Linked DNA regions of Sus scrofa: region 2 is linked to region 1. The links are chromatin contacts, called in public Hi-C maps. All regions are on one chromosome and are shown on one strand. Each heading gives the region's core, a stretch centred on a gene start, on an enhancer-like site or on the middle of the called end of the contact. The rest is flanking DNA. Distances are from core to core; before and after follow the strand shown.

Evidence for each region. Hi-C and Micro-C count contacts between places; a contact is called where the count stands out from the background.
Region 2: a contact with region 1 is called in a Hi-C map of liver, with 2.6 times the contacts expected there. The contact joins the promoter of VAMP3 here to the enhancer-like site in region 1. A contact is called at or near these places in 2 of 5 promoter capture datasets (fetal skeletal muscle and liver), 4 of 47 Hi-C or Micro-C datasets (embryonic fibroblasts, epiblast stem cells, liver and 1 more) and 1 of 2 datasets of contacts at active chromatin or transcription factors (skeletal muscle).

Annotation. Positions count from the first base shown.
Region 1 is chr6:68,382,090-68,388,450 of Sscrofa11.1, reverse strand. CAMTA1 (calmodulin-binding transcription activator 1) reads right to left here. Exons shown (of 23, transcript XM_021097514.1): 8 at 5,392-5,518. Among named protein-coding and RNA genes, the nearest start is that of VAMP3, 89 kb to the left of the region's middle. Within about 2 kb of position 3,935, at least 20 of the 83 cell types and tissues checked have an H3K27ac peak or open chromatin away from gene starts, as enhancers often do. A contact at or near this core is called in fetal skeletal muscle, liver and skeletal muscle, where this site is marked.
Region 2 is chr6:68,472,019-68,478,441 of Sscrofa11.1, reverse strand. VAMP3 (vesicle-associated membrane protein 3) reads right to left here and starts at 4,521. Exons shown (of 5, transcript XM_021095270.1): 1 at 4,363-4,521; 2 at 1,941-2,022. The coding sequence starts at 4,364.

The DNA of each region.
Region 1 (6,361 bases), core at 2,686-5,185:
AGGCCAGGGATTGAACCCGCATCCTCATGGAGACAAGCCGGGTCTGTTCCTGCTGAGCCACAAGGAGAACGCCCTCAGGCTTATTTCTGGTTCACCTTTTCCTGCGGGCTTGTCCTGACGCCCTTAGCGAGGCCTTCCATATATTTTTAGAAGTTCTTCTGCCTCCTGGCCGAGGCCAAGGCCTTGGGCGGGGCCTGTTGCCCTGAGTCCGGCGGTGTGGGCTGGGGGCTGCTGTGAAGCCTGAGCCTCCCTCCAACCTCTGGATGTTAAGCTTCGGGAAGAGAGGCCCCTTAGGGGCCTCATTAGCTGCTCTGGCCCGGACCCAGGGCTCAAGGAAAACAAAGGGTTGAATACATGGACACGCCCACTGTCTGCAAGAGCAAAGCCGGGCCCTGGCAGAGAGAGGCCTGCTTCATCGCCGGGGGTGAGGCTGCTGCTGAAGTCTTGGGGGGCCAGTGGGGTGTGCAGGCGGCTCCCCGCGGCCAGGCCTCGTCCCCAGCAGACACCAGCACTGTGTGCTCTCTGCTCTGCTTTTCTGGAACACCAGATGCCTGTGCCCAGGGCCTCCCCAGGACAGATTTCCAGGGAGGACGCACACAGGGATCGCGTTACTGTTTGGGCTCTTGGTTTTCAGAAGCTTAGACTCCAGGAAGCCATCCAAGTCAGCAGCTCCCCGCTGCAGAGTAAAGCTCTGGCTTCTCTCTGAGGACGTCCAGCATGGCCCTCACCTCCCGTGGGAAAACCAGCTCGTGGACTTGTGGCCTCTGTCCCTCCCAGATGTAGGTGCTATGCCACTGTCCCCAGAGCGGGTCTGCGGGAAGTCACTGCCCCGAGATGATCGGTGAAGTTCCCCCCCCCCCATGCTTTCTATCCCGGTGTGGCTCCTCAGCTCGAGATCACAGAGGAGCTCCTGGTGGGTAGGGGTCCCCCGGGACCTCCCACAGTGCCTTCCCCGGGCAGGGAGCCCCAGCCACGTCCAGACCGCCCTAGGTTCGGACGGCATCCCCGGGCAGATCTCCAAGCTCGTGGCCGCTCACCTTCCCTGGAGATTCGCCTGGTTCACCAACAGGAAGGAAGGGCATCAGCAGAAGCCCCATCTGAGCTGGCTCAGCCCTGCTCCTCTGAGCAAGCTGCTGCCTCTCGCGGGCCGCTGGGGAGCTCCAGGTGTCTCTGGCCCGGGGTCTTCCTCCCCACCTGGTGCTTGTCTTCCACCATCTCCTGGCACGAGTTCGACCTTCGGTTGTGCTGGGATGGTGGGGGAGCCAAAGACACCCCAGCCTTTCCCAGAGAGACAGAGCAGAGAGAACCTATCCCAGTCTCCTGGGTCCCAGCCCAACAGCCCAGTGTCCGCAGGCCAATCACCCAGGTGCTTCCTGGACTTTCTTTCCCTCCCCACCTTCAGTCCATCAGTGAGTTCTGGGTCCGTCCTCTTCTTTCCAACGCAATGGCCACTACTCTAGCCTAAGCTGCCATCATTTCTGGCCTGGATGCCTGGACCCTGCAGTAGCCTCTTGCTGAGGGCACCTTCCACACACCCGAGACCGACCTGTTTCTGCTGGGATGGTGTCCGGGGGCTTCCCTCTGCCGCCTCCTAGGGTTTCCCTGTTTCATTCTTCTCTCCTACAATCCATCCTCCCACATCATTTTTTCTTTCTTTTTTTGGCCTTCCTGTGGCATATGGAGTTCCTGGGCCAGGGATCAGATCCAAGCTGCAGTTGTGATCTACACCATATCGGTGGCAACACGGGATCCTTAAACCCACTGTGCTGGGGCCAGGGATCAAACATGCATCCTGGAGCTGCTAAGATGCTGCTGAGTCCATTGTGCCACAGCGAGAACTCCCAGGAATCATTTTTTAAAGATATGATTTGGATCAAGCCACTCCCCACTTAAAGCTAATGGCTTCCAGGGCAAGGGAAACCACATCGGACTCCTTCTTAGGACTTAGAAGGATGGACATGATTTGGTCCCTGCCATCCTCTCCAATCTAGCCTCTCCAGCTTCCCCCATCCGTATATTTCTCCAGCTGACCGAGCCTGTGCCTGCCCCAGGGCCTTTGCACGTCCTCGGTCCTCTGCGTGGATGCTTGCCTTTCATTCTTGCCCACGACCGGCTCGTCTCATCGCTGGGGGTCCCTCATCAGTCTGCCCAAAGGAAGCTCCCCTTTCCCAAGGTATCTTATCACATCACCACATCCTAAGGTTCTGATATGGTTTTCTCCAGTTATCTCGGTTATTTGTTTCGTTGTTTGTTTTTTGTCTCCTGCAATAGAATGTGAGAGCTGGGAGTGGATCTGTCCTGGTTCCTCTTGATGGCCAGGGCCAAGGTCAAGGCCTGGCTTATGGCTCCTCAACACCTATTTGTTGAGTGCATTGCTTCAAAATGCAGTGCCCTTGCTCATCTCATTTTGAACTTCATCTTTGGCCTTTGGTGACCTCCAAGGACTCCACTGTGGGGCTGTCCGGAAGCCCCAAAGCACAGTCTTCTTGTTGGGAGGGGGGCTGCCTCCGTCTTCTCCCTGGCTCGGCCGCCTTTCCTAATCCCAAGTCCTCCTTCGCCTAAGCTCCGTGGCCTCGCTTGGTCGTCTCCTTCCCGACCTTGCGGCGCTACTGGAATCTTGTAGCAGGGCAGATGTCATGGCTGTGTGGCTTCTGCGGCCAGCGATGGAGGGGGAGGCGCCCAGAAGAACCGCGTTTTTGGTCGAGCCCGAGTCTCCCCATGCATTTTGCTGGGCACGTGCAGCAGGCCAGTGGGCAGTGGCCATGTGCCCCCTCCCTTCCTCTCCTCCCATGTCATTCTCACTCTAAGGTGGCCTGGCTTGTGCTCACAGCCCTCTGAGCTCTTCTTTTTGGAGAAGACAGTCTCATTCTGGTTTCAAGTGTTCTTTCTTGAAGATCGGCTTCAGCTTCCCTGAGCCTTGGGGAGATCCAGGCTTCGGGAGGTGTCTGAGCAGCCAGCATCAGCCCCCAGGGTGGGGCTCGTTCACGTGACCAACTCCTTCCGGGACGAGAGCTCCCTGGGATCAAGAGCAGGGTTAAGGGCTGGGTCTGAGCTCCACCCGAGGTGCCTACTGGTGCCTGGCAAACTCTTCGATGAATTCAGAAATCAATGTACGCGCGCAGCATTCAGGGCTGTCTTACCGAGTGACGTGTCTCGATGTGACCTTCAAAACAGGGATGTCCCAAAGGGGCCCCCTGCTTTGTGGTTCAGGGTGGAACAGGGCGGTGTCCCCGCTCTCAGGCTGCCCAAGCCTCCCTGGGTCCAAGACGCAGGATGTTAGTGGGAGACGCACTGACCGGCATAGACTCTCCTGCCGGCTCTGGGGACCCAGAAATGCTCTCAGACCGGGAGGACTCCCTGCTGAGACCAGGACAACCCCGATCCCCTCTCTCCCCTCCCTGCCCCCCTCCCAGGACTGAAAGAGCTAGGCCTCGCTCCTGGAGCAGCTCCAGGCCTTGAACCTGTGAGCTGGGGCCTCCTGGACCTTCCTCCGTCGCAGTCCCTTGCCCACTGGCAGGTGGTTTTTAAAGATGTGGAAATGGAGGCCCAGAGAGGTTGACCGCTAGGCTCAAGGCACCAGGTGGAAACAGGCTGATGTGGGCTGTGCCAGGTCCTGGCCTGGGACGTCATCCAGAGGGCACGCAAAGGCCAGTCTCTTTTTTTCTTTCTGGAGGGGTCAGATAACTCAGGACAGGCAAGGTCTGGGTCCTCAGCCAGGCCAGAACCAGGTACAGGAAGTGGCATCTATTTATAGGCTGGGCAAGTCCCGTTCCAGCAGCAGTTGATAAGTGGACAGTTTAATAACAGGCTGCCCTCTCCCCTACCTCGCCAGCAGAGGTGGGCCTGCCCTGGCCTCACGCAGCCCTGGGCTGGGATAGGCTGACCCAGTCTGGCTGGTCTCCAGGACGGCCATGCTCCAGGCTGAGCAGGGCTGCTGGGAGCCTGGGTGCGGTGGGGGTGGGGCTGCATGGGAACCAGCCAGGCCACTGGTGGGGGCAGGCCCAGCAGCGGAGGCCATCAGGGGCCCTGGCTCCCTGGGATGAGCGGAGGCTGAGCACGTGAGCCCAGCCCTGGAGCTGTGGTGTTCCGCTCTGGCGGGCTGTGTGGGGAGATGGAGAGAGAGAATGTTCCAGGTCAGCCTAGGAGCCCCAGGTGGGGAGCATGGTGGGGGCTGAGGCAGACAGCTAGGGCGGCCTGAGGTTCAAGGTGGACCCCCCTGGCACCGGCCAGCTCTACTCCCGCCCTGTCCACTTCTCTTCTCCACCCGGCCCTCCACAGGGAGCACATGTGCTCCCCCCATGCCTCTCTCCCTCTCCCTCTCCCTCTCTCTCGCTTTTTCTAGGTGCCCTGGCTTCAGATAACATGGAGTGGGGCCCCTCCACCCCGGCCACCCCACCTCCTCATCTGCCCCTCTGTCTGTCTGTCACCTTGGCAAGCGGGACAGGCCACCCCTGGAGCTCATGACACGTGTGCCGGGCCAGACAAGGGGGGTGGTTTCCAGCCCCCAGCCCAGAGCACAGAAAACATGAGCTCTAGAAAGAGATCCCTCCACGAATAGCCACCTGCTTTTTTGCAACATGCCAGGCAATTTTCGAGCCCTGCGGACACAGTGGTGACCGAGAAGGACACAGACCCCGTCCTCAGGGAGCCAACCGGTCAGGGGGGAGGTAGTCACGGCCAGAGATCAAGGACAAGTGGACCAGACAGGGACACCAAGCTGCGTCGAGATGATGACCCCTGCCCGAGTAAGAGAAGGTCAGAGCCCAGGGACGTGATGCGGGGGGCCCCTGTCCCCAAAAGTGGAAGCAGACCATGCGTCCGTGCCTTCTTCTGGCCGCTGGACGGAGGCATCACCAAATTCTCAAAGGAGTTTGTGCGGATTCGTCTCAATTTGACACCCCCTCCCTGCAGTTCGCCCGGCCTTCTCCGTCCCTCTCCGACCTGCTCTGTGCTCTGGGGGCCTGCGTGGGCTGGGCTCTCCTGTTCTCGTGGCTGCTGCTTGGCTTGGGCTGCGGGTGGGGAGAGAGGGCAGCCTTGTGCACCCCCTCCCCCACCCCCCGCTGCACGGCTCTCCCCAGCTCCAGTGACCCGTCAGGGGGAGGGTGGCTGGAGCTTCCCTGGGGGCCAGTCCTGGGTGTGCCACCTGGGCCCCTTGGTTGTCTAAACAGGCCTCATCCGGTTTTCTTCAAGATCCCAGGCGAGCGCACCCGTGCAGCCTCTGATGAGGGGTCCAATGAGATTCTAACAGCCTACTCGGGACCCACGGCTTCAAAGCAGAGGAGACGGAGGCCCAGGGTAACAAGGCCACCTGCCCAAGGTCCCCTCCCCAGGCCGACTCTGATCTGGGGTATCCCGGGCCCCCAGGCCCTCTGCCACTGGCGGCCCGCTCACCTGGGCAGTAGCAGCGCAGCACACCGGGCTGGATCAGAGACGCAGACACTGAGAGCTGGTCGAACAGGCAGCTGTAGTTATTGCTGGCTTCTTGCCACGGGCCTGTGATGAGAACTTTCACTCCTCCCTGGAGGGGACAGAGACCGGGGGTGGGGGGCGGGTGTCAGCCCCGGAGGGAGGGCCCAGGGACCCAGGCCTCCGCGGCCGCTCCTCTCAGGTGCTGGTCTGCACCCCAGCCCACGTGCTTGGGAAGCATGCAGGTTCCTCACGCCCACAAGCCCTGCTTTCGAGAACCACCGCGTCACGACTGCCTCCCGCTGGGGCCTCGGGGGCCCCCAGATGCTCCTCAGCTGGCATCCAGCATGGGGGCTGGCTGTTCTGACCCCCTCCTGGACCTGGAGCTTTCCGTTCTAGGCAGAAGGGGGCGCAGAGTTTGTCAAACCTTTTCTGCAGGATGCCAGGTGAGACCTCCCCCGACCCAGGAAGGAAGCAGAGAGGAAGCTGGGGCTTTCTCTGTCATTGGCTTGTGGACAGATGGTGGGCTGAGCATTTCGGTGGCCCCCCAGGGAGATGAGGGGAGACCTGGGGTCCCCAGGATATGGTGGCGATAGCCAGGGGCGGGCAGCAAAGGCGGGGTTGGTGGAGAAGGCGATGAGACAGAAAAGAAAAACTGGAAGAAGGGCTGGGAGGAGGCTCAGAGGTTGCCCTGCGCTGGCAGGGCGATCTTCCAGCTGGTGGCTGGGGGTCGGGTACCACGGAGCCTCACCAGCTGACACTGCCTGGCTCTCCACATGGCCAGAGTGGTCCCCTCACTCTGTGCGCATGGTGCAGGCAAGGCTCTGATGTGCCTGCAGCCTGTCTGGGCTGCAGTTGCTCCCATGGGGGCAGGGTGCGCGGGGGGGGGGGGGGCAGTGAGAGGAAGGGGGATGGGGTGGGGGGAGGGGGTTTGGATGACCTTGCTCAGTTCAAG
Region 2 (6,423 bases), core at 3,272-5,771, 89 kb before region 1:
ATAACTAACATCCATGTTCCATGGTGACAGCCAAGGAGGCCCCCCCCTTCACTACTGCTGTTCAACATGGTACGGGAAGTTCTGGCCAGAGAAATTAGGTAAGAAAAAGAAATAAAAGGCATCCACACTGGAAAAGAAGTAAAATGATCTCTAATTGCAGGTGGTTCCAAATGCCCAAAGATTCCACCAAAAAACCTCACTGGAGTTAATAAGCAAACTCAGTGAAACTTCAGGGTACAAGAGCAACAGCCATAAATCAGTGTGTCCTCATACACTAGCAATGAACAGGAAATTAAGAAAATATTCCCTACACTAGCATCCAAAAGATGCTAGGGATCTACTTAGGGATCCACGAAACCAAGGAGACCAAAGACTTGCACGACGAAACTAGGGAACCCTGCTGAAAGGAGTGAAAGACCTGAGGAAGCGGGAAGACGTCCTGTGTTCACAGAAGACCCGATGTTATGAGGCAGGCGGTGCTCCCCAAAGTGATGTACGAAGGTGTCCATTCAACACCATCGCTCTCACCATTCTGACTGGCTTTTTTTTTTTTCCTCCAGAAACAGAAAAGCCAATCCTCAAATTCATATGGAATGCCAAGGGGCCCTGCAGGCCAACAATATTAAAAAAGGAAAAACAAAATTGAAGGAATCACGCTTGCCCATTTCAAAATGTGGAGCTGGACAACTGGATAACCGCGTGCAAAAGACGGCACCTGGACCCTGACCTCACCCCATCGATGAAAATCAACTCAAAATGGACCAATAACCTAAGGACAAGAACTAAAACTATAAATCTCTCAGGAGAAAACTGAAGGGTAAATTTTTCTAACTTTGGAATGGGAAAAAGGGAGAATGGGGAGTGGCTGCTAAATGCAAACAGGGGAGATGAAAAGACTCCAACTAGACAGGGAACGGTTACTAACACTCTGAATGGGCCAAACACCACTGAACTGTACATTTTAAAGTTGTTAACTGTATGTTATGCAAACTTCACCTCAATCAAAAACAACAACAACAAAAACCCCTCCTTAAAATTCTTTGGGTTAGGGAAAAGGATCCAGCTTGATTTTGTAAGTAAACAAAAGTCTCTTGGAGGATGGCATTCAAATGAGTTTCTTGGCGTTAAATATAAACATTTCAGAATTAAATCCATAAACAAAACCATCAGACCAAAACTTTACCCAATGATTTAACAAGGGAATCTAACATTAGTTTAACGCGGCTTTTTCAGGCATCGAAGTGCAGGAAGACCGGGATGCAGCTGTTTAGCGGTGATGGCTTTCAGGACTATGGAACTAGGGCAACACTAGTCTGAACTGATCAAAGGCTCTTCCGTTGCAGGTCTGCACACACAGGGCAAAACAAAAGGTGCTGAGAAGGCCTCCTAACCGAGAATCTGACCATCACAGACCTGCTGGGCTTGAACAGTCTGCCAGCACCTGCCTTCTGCATGTCCATGGACAACCATCTACGGAGACCTGCTGGGCTGGGCAACTAGTGAGTCAGGCTACTGGAAAATAGCACTTTGGTGAAAAGTCTGGTCAGAAGGATTGGTCCTGGCTTGAGCCATGTGCAGGTCTAGTCCTTAAAATCCTACTGCCTTAGTTTATAAAGTGCTCCTCTTTCACTTTTCTAATTTTTAAATTTATTGTGGCAAGACACACATTACAAAGTGATTCTTGGAGGAATGTTCTCAGGGAGGAGAGTCTGTACTTTAGGTGTGTGATTCAGCGGCAGGAAAACAAGCTTGAAACCAGGAGAGCGTGACTTCTCAGGAGCTTAGATAAGGGTTTTCAAAACCAGGGGCACTTTTTTGTTACACTTGTGAGAGTCGAAATTTACTTTACATTTACACTTTTATGATACTTTTTCTAAACAGAATTATTTCCAAAGCCTTCCCATCTTGGCTTAAAATGCAACAACATTGGAAAGCAATACCTCGTCCACTTGATTTTGTGTCTGCTGAAGTCTTCTGTTGCTGCCAGCGGCAGCGCTGGAACCTGCAGGCGCACCTGTCGACCTGAGGTAAAGGCACAAGCATGGGTAAATGAGGATTCCAAACACACTTCTCCAAGTGTGAAGGTGCACTCCAGGACACTCAGTGTTGGGAATTTCAGCACTAAAGCGGAAAAAGGAAATCCTTCCTGCAGTAATGAACAAAGGTTCTAATGCCATTTCTTCTAGTTTCTCTATAATTTCAGAGATTCACCCACATGTTAAAAGTGATCAAGGTCTGAAATGAGATTTAACAGGATCTACTTTGTATCACAAAAGCACCTGATCCTAAGATAAGTAAACTCTATTTTCCCTATTTTTTTGCCTTTTTTTAGGGCTGCGCCCTGCAGCTTATGGAGGTTCCCAGGCTAGTGGTGGAATCGGAGCCACAGCTGCCGGACTACACCACAGCCACTGCAACTGGGGATCCGAGCTGCGTCTGCAACCTACACCACAGCTTGTGCCAACGTGGGATCTTTAACCCACTGAGCGAGGCCAGGGATTGAACCCACATCCTCATGGATCCTAGTCAAGTTCATTAACCGCTGAGCCCCGAAGGGAACTCCTATTTTCCCATTTTTTATGACTTGTTTGAAGGTATAAGTCTACTTAAATGCACTCAGCAATCTTCTGATCTTTTCGCTGTGGCAAAGAATTGTATAAACAATCATAAAATGCCCTTTTCCAGTATGAGGAAATAGATTCACTTAGAGAAACAGAGTTGGGAAGACCCAGATGCCGAGTAGAAGGCACTGGGAGTGGAAAAGGTAAGACGAAGCCACGCTTCTTCTTCGCTAAATAGGTACTTTTTTTTTTTTTTTGTATGTTTGCCTTTTAGGGCCACACCCGCAGCACATGGAGGTTTCCAGGCTAGGGGTCCAATCGAAGCTACAGCTGCCAGCCTACACCACAGCCACAGCAACTCGGAATTTGAGCCTCGTCTTCGACCTACACCACAGCTCGTGGCAACGCCAGATCCTTAACCCACGGAGTGAAGCCAGGGATCGAACCCGTGTCTTCATGGATGCTATTTGGGTTAGCTAAGTGCTGAGCCACAACAGGAACTCCAAAAAGGTGCCTCTTTTAAACCCTCATTGAAAGCTTTATTTTTCCCCAGGCAGACCTTTCACGACCACGCAGGCTAGGAAGTCCTAATTGCTTCCATTACTTGGTTGGCAATGCTTTGATTTTTCATGTATTAATAGAGTCTTGCCCTCTCTAACAGATCACCGACTCCTGTGTCTTACACGTCTCTTCCAGTATCCCAGACAGCACCTAGAGCACTTATCTTGCATATAACAGCCACTGATTCATTGATTCAACAGTTATTTCATATCTATCATGTGTCAAAGACCAATGATAAAGGAGATCCCACCCTTGCCCTCAGAGAGTTTATTGTCTGAGAGATAACAGCAAAGGGCCATGTGTTGGTGCATCTTCTCATTTAATCCCCAAAACTCTTTGAGGGAACACTATTGTTAACCTCATTTTATAGATGAATAGCTTTAGAAAGTTGACACCACTGGCTGCAGTGGCGCCTGTGTTTAGATTAGGTTCTGCATAATTCTACAGATCTGGACTTCACACACCGAGAGCCGGCACGGCAGCTTCAAGGAGGTACATACACTCCGGAGTGGTGTCTCTTGCTCCGTTAGGAACCCTAGGAAAGCACCCATTCCTTTCTCCTCTGGGGTGAGCACTGAGCAGGCTGGAGTGGGGACAGGGGCTCCCTGTGATTTTTGACACTTAAGAGTTCCCTGGATGTTACCACCGGAAACTCCCCGCTTTCAAGGGTCACAACAAGAATGCTTCGGCTTAAAAAAAAAAGAGAGAAGGCCTACGGCTATGCGCCCGAGTCCACTCTGACCCACTCTGACCGCAAGTGCCTCAAGACAGGGCTGAAGGCCCCTCCCTTGCAACTTCCGGAGCCCAACCCAACCCGATAGCGAGCAGGTCTCCAGGACGAGGGCAGTGGCCACAGCTCCCCTCAGTCAACTTGGAACGGGAAGGAGGAGAAAATGGGACGGGGAGGGGCGGAGGGAGGGGAGGAGAAAATGGGACGGGGAAGGGCTTTCCCCTCCGCTGGGAAACACCGGCCGCCCCGCCCTCGCCCCTTCCGCGGCCGCGCGACCGCCGCAGGGCCCTCCGGGGCGGCAGGCAACGCCCAGGGCCGACCCGGCCCGTCTGCAGCTCGTATCCCCGGGGCCGCCCGCCGCCCACCCCCAGGCCTCGGGAGCCCCCGCGAAGCCTCGGCCCGCGTCCGAGACGCTGCAGAAGGGAGCCAGGCCGAGCCGGGCCGGGGTCCCAGCCACTGGCCGCCGCCCCCAGGGCCCGAGGTCGCTCCGTGTCGCCTTGTGTCACTCACATTTCGGCGGCGGCGACAGCGGGCGAGAATCGACGAAGAGGCGCAGCGGGACCTGAGGCGGGGAACCTGGGCGGGGCCAGGCGCAGGCGGCGGTGGCGGCGGCGCGGGGCCGATGACGTCAAAGGGAGGGGCTGACGGGGTGGACGGGGCGTGCGCGGCGGCGAGGGGCGCGCCGGAAGGGGCGGGGCGCCTCGGGGGCGGGCCCGGAGGGCGGTTCCGCTCCCTCCCCCCACGGCCGGCCGCCCTGACCCTGGGGGCCCGGAGCCTTAGTCCCGGGAAAGGGACTGTGTGGGTGGTCGGGGGTGGGGGCGCTTTACGTTATTCTGGGCCCGTGGGTCATTCCTGTGGCCGTGACGGTATCAGTGACAGCCCATGGGCTTCTGCTTAACGTTGCGTCTTACCCAGTGATGCTAGAGACACCGCATTTCCCCAGGAAACTTTTAAAATAAGACCTGAAGCTCCTTCAGGGTATTCGTCAGAGGCATTGATTGGGCCTAGGGTCCCTCTCTTCGTGTAGTCATTTGTGACACAAATATTTGTCATTGCACAGAGCTTATTATAACCCGTTTACAGGAGCCTTCACATCAGTAACTGGGCTTTGTATGGTTCTGTATTTCTGGACCCCCCCAGTAGGGAGTAGGTCCCCAGCTTTTGATTTGGGTTGAGGCCCAGGCACCAATTCAGTGAGTTACTCTGCAAGGTATTAAATTGCTCCTGACATTATTCCTACCACCACAGGCAACTCCTACACTAAACAAACACCACAGAACACCGGGAGGTCAACCGGCAGATTCGATGAGAAATGAAAAAATAAACACCAAACTGTCTGTTGCAACCCTAAATGGGATAATTGGAAAAAGAAATATTGATGTATATTAAAATAAACAGGAGAGTTCACTATATAAAAAAATTAGGAAATACAGTAGAAAATTGACAGAACACTGTAAACTAGGCTATAATGAAAAAATTTTAAATCACTACATGAACAAATAAAAATAGACAAGAAAGCAAGACAGAGGAGGTGAGATTTGAGTTGGATCAAGTGGCAAAAAGGAGAGTTTCCAGGCATGGGAGGAACAACCTTTCATAGACAAAGAAACTCAAGATGGACCTGGTTTGAACAGACCGAGGAGGTGCGGGTGGTGGTGGGACTGGTGCAGGTTAGGGCACAGGTGAAAATAAGATTGAATAAAAGGTAAAGACTAACAAGCAAGGAGAATGGCATGTAAACACAGTGGGCTCTCGAAACCGTTGAAGTCTCATGGATTGCGGCAGATCTGTCACCCAGAACTTGTCCAGCAGTAGCCCCGGGATGGATCAGAAGGAAGAGGGTCCACCAGGGAGACAGGAAGGTCTGTGGTGAAAGGGAATGAGATGAGCGACCAAATGCTCAGAAAGGAAGGCTTTAAAAAAACTGCAGAGGGTTTTAACTGGAAAGGTGAATTTGGATCCGTGTCTTCAACTTTCTGCACGTAGACAAGTGATTGATGTGTTGAGAGGTGCTGGAGAAGACAGTTGGCAAGCAAGTATTCTAGGAATAGTGGCTCTGAGAAATTTCTTCTTTCCTGAGCAGATCTGAAGCTATGTGACGTTCGCTGTCAAAATACTGCATTGGGAGTTCCCACTGTGCCATAGTGGGTTAAGAGCCCAACTGCAGCAGCTTGGGTCCCTGCGCAGGTGTGGAGGTGCAGGTTTGATCCCGGGCCAGGTGCAGAGGGTTAAAAGAGCTGGTGTTGCTGCGGTGTGTTTGATGACATAGGTCACAGCTGTGCCCTGGATTCAGTCCCTGGCCCAGGGACTTCCATATGCCGCACTGGTGGCCATTAAAAACAAACAAACCAAAAAAACCCACCCAAACAACAAAAACAGGCATTCCTACTGTGACACAATGGGATCAGCGACCTCTCTGCAGGGCCAGGACACAGGTTCGATACCCAGCCCAGCACAGTGAGTTAAGGGATCTAAGCTGCCACTTGGATCTGATCCCTGGCCTGGGAATTCCATGCGTGCCTCAGGGCGGCTAAAAGAGAAAAAAAGAAAAGAACAAACACACAAAAAACT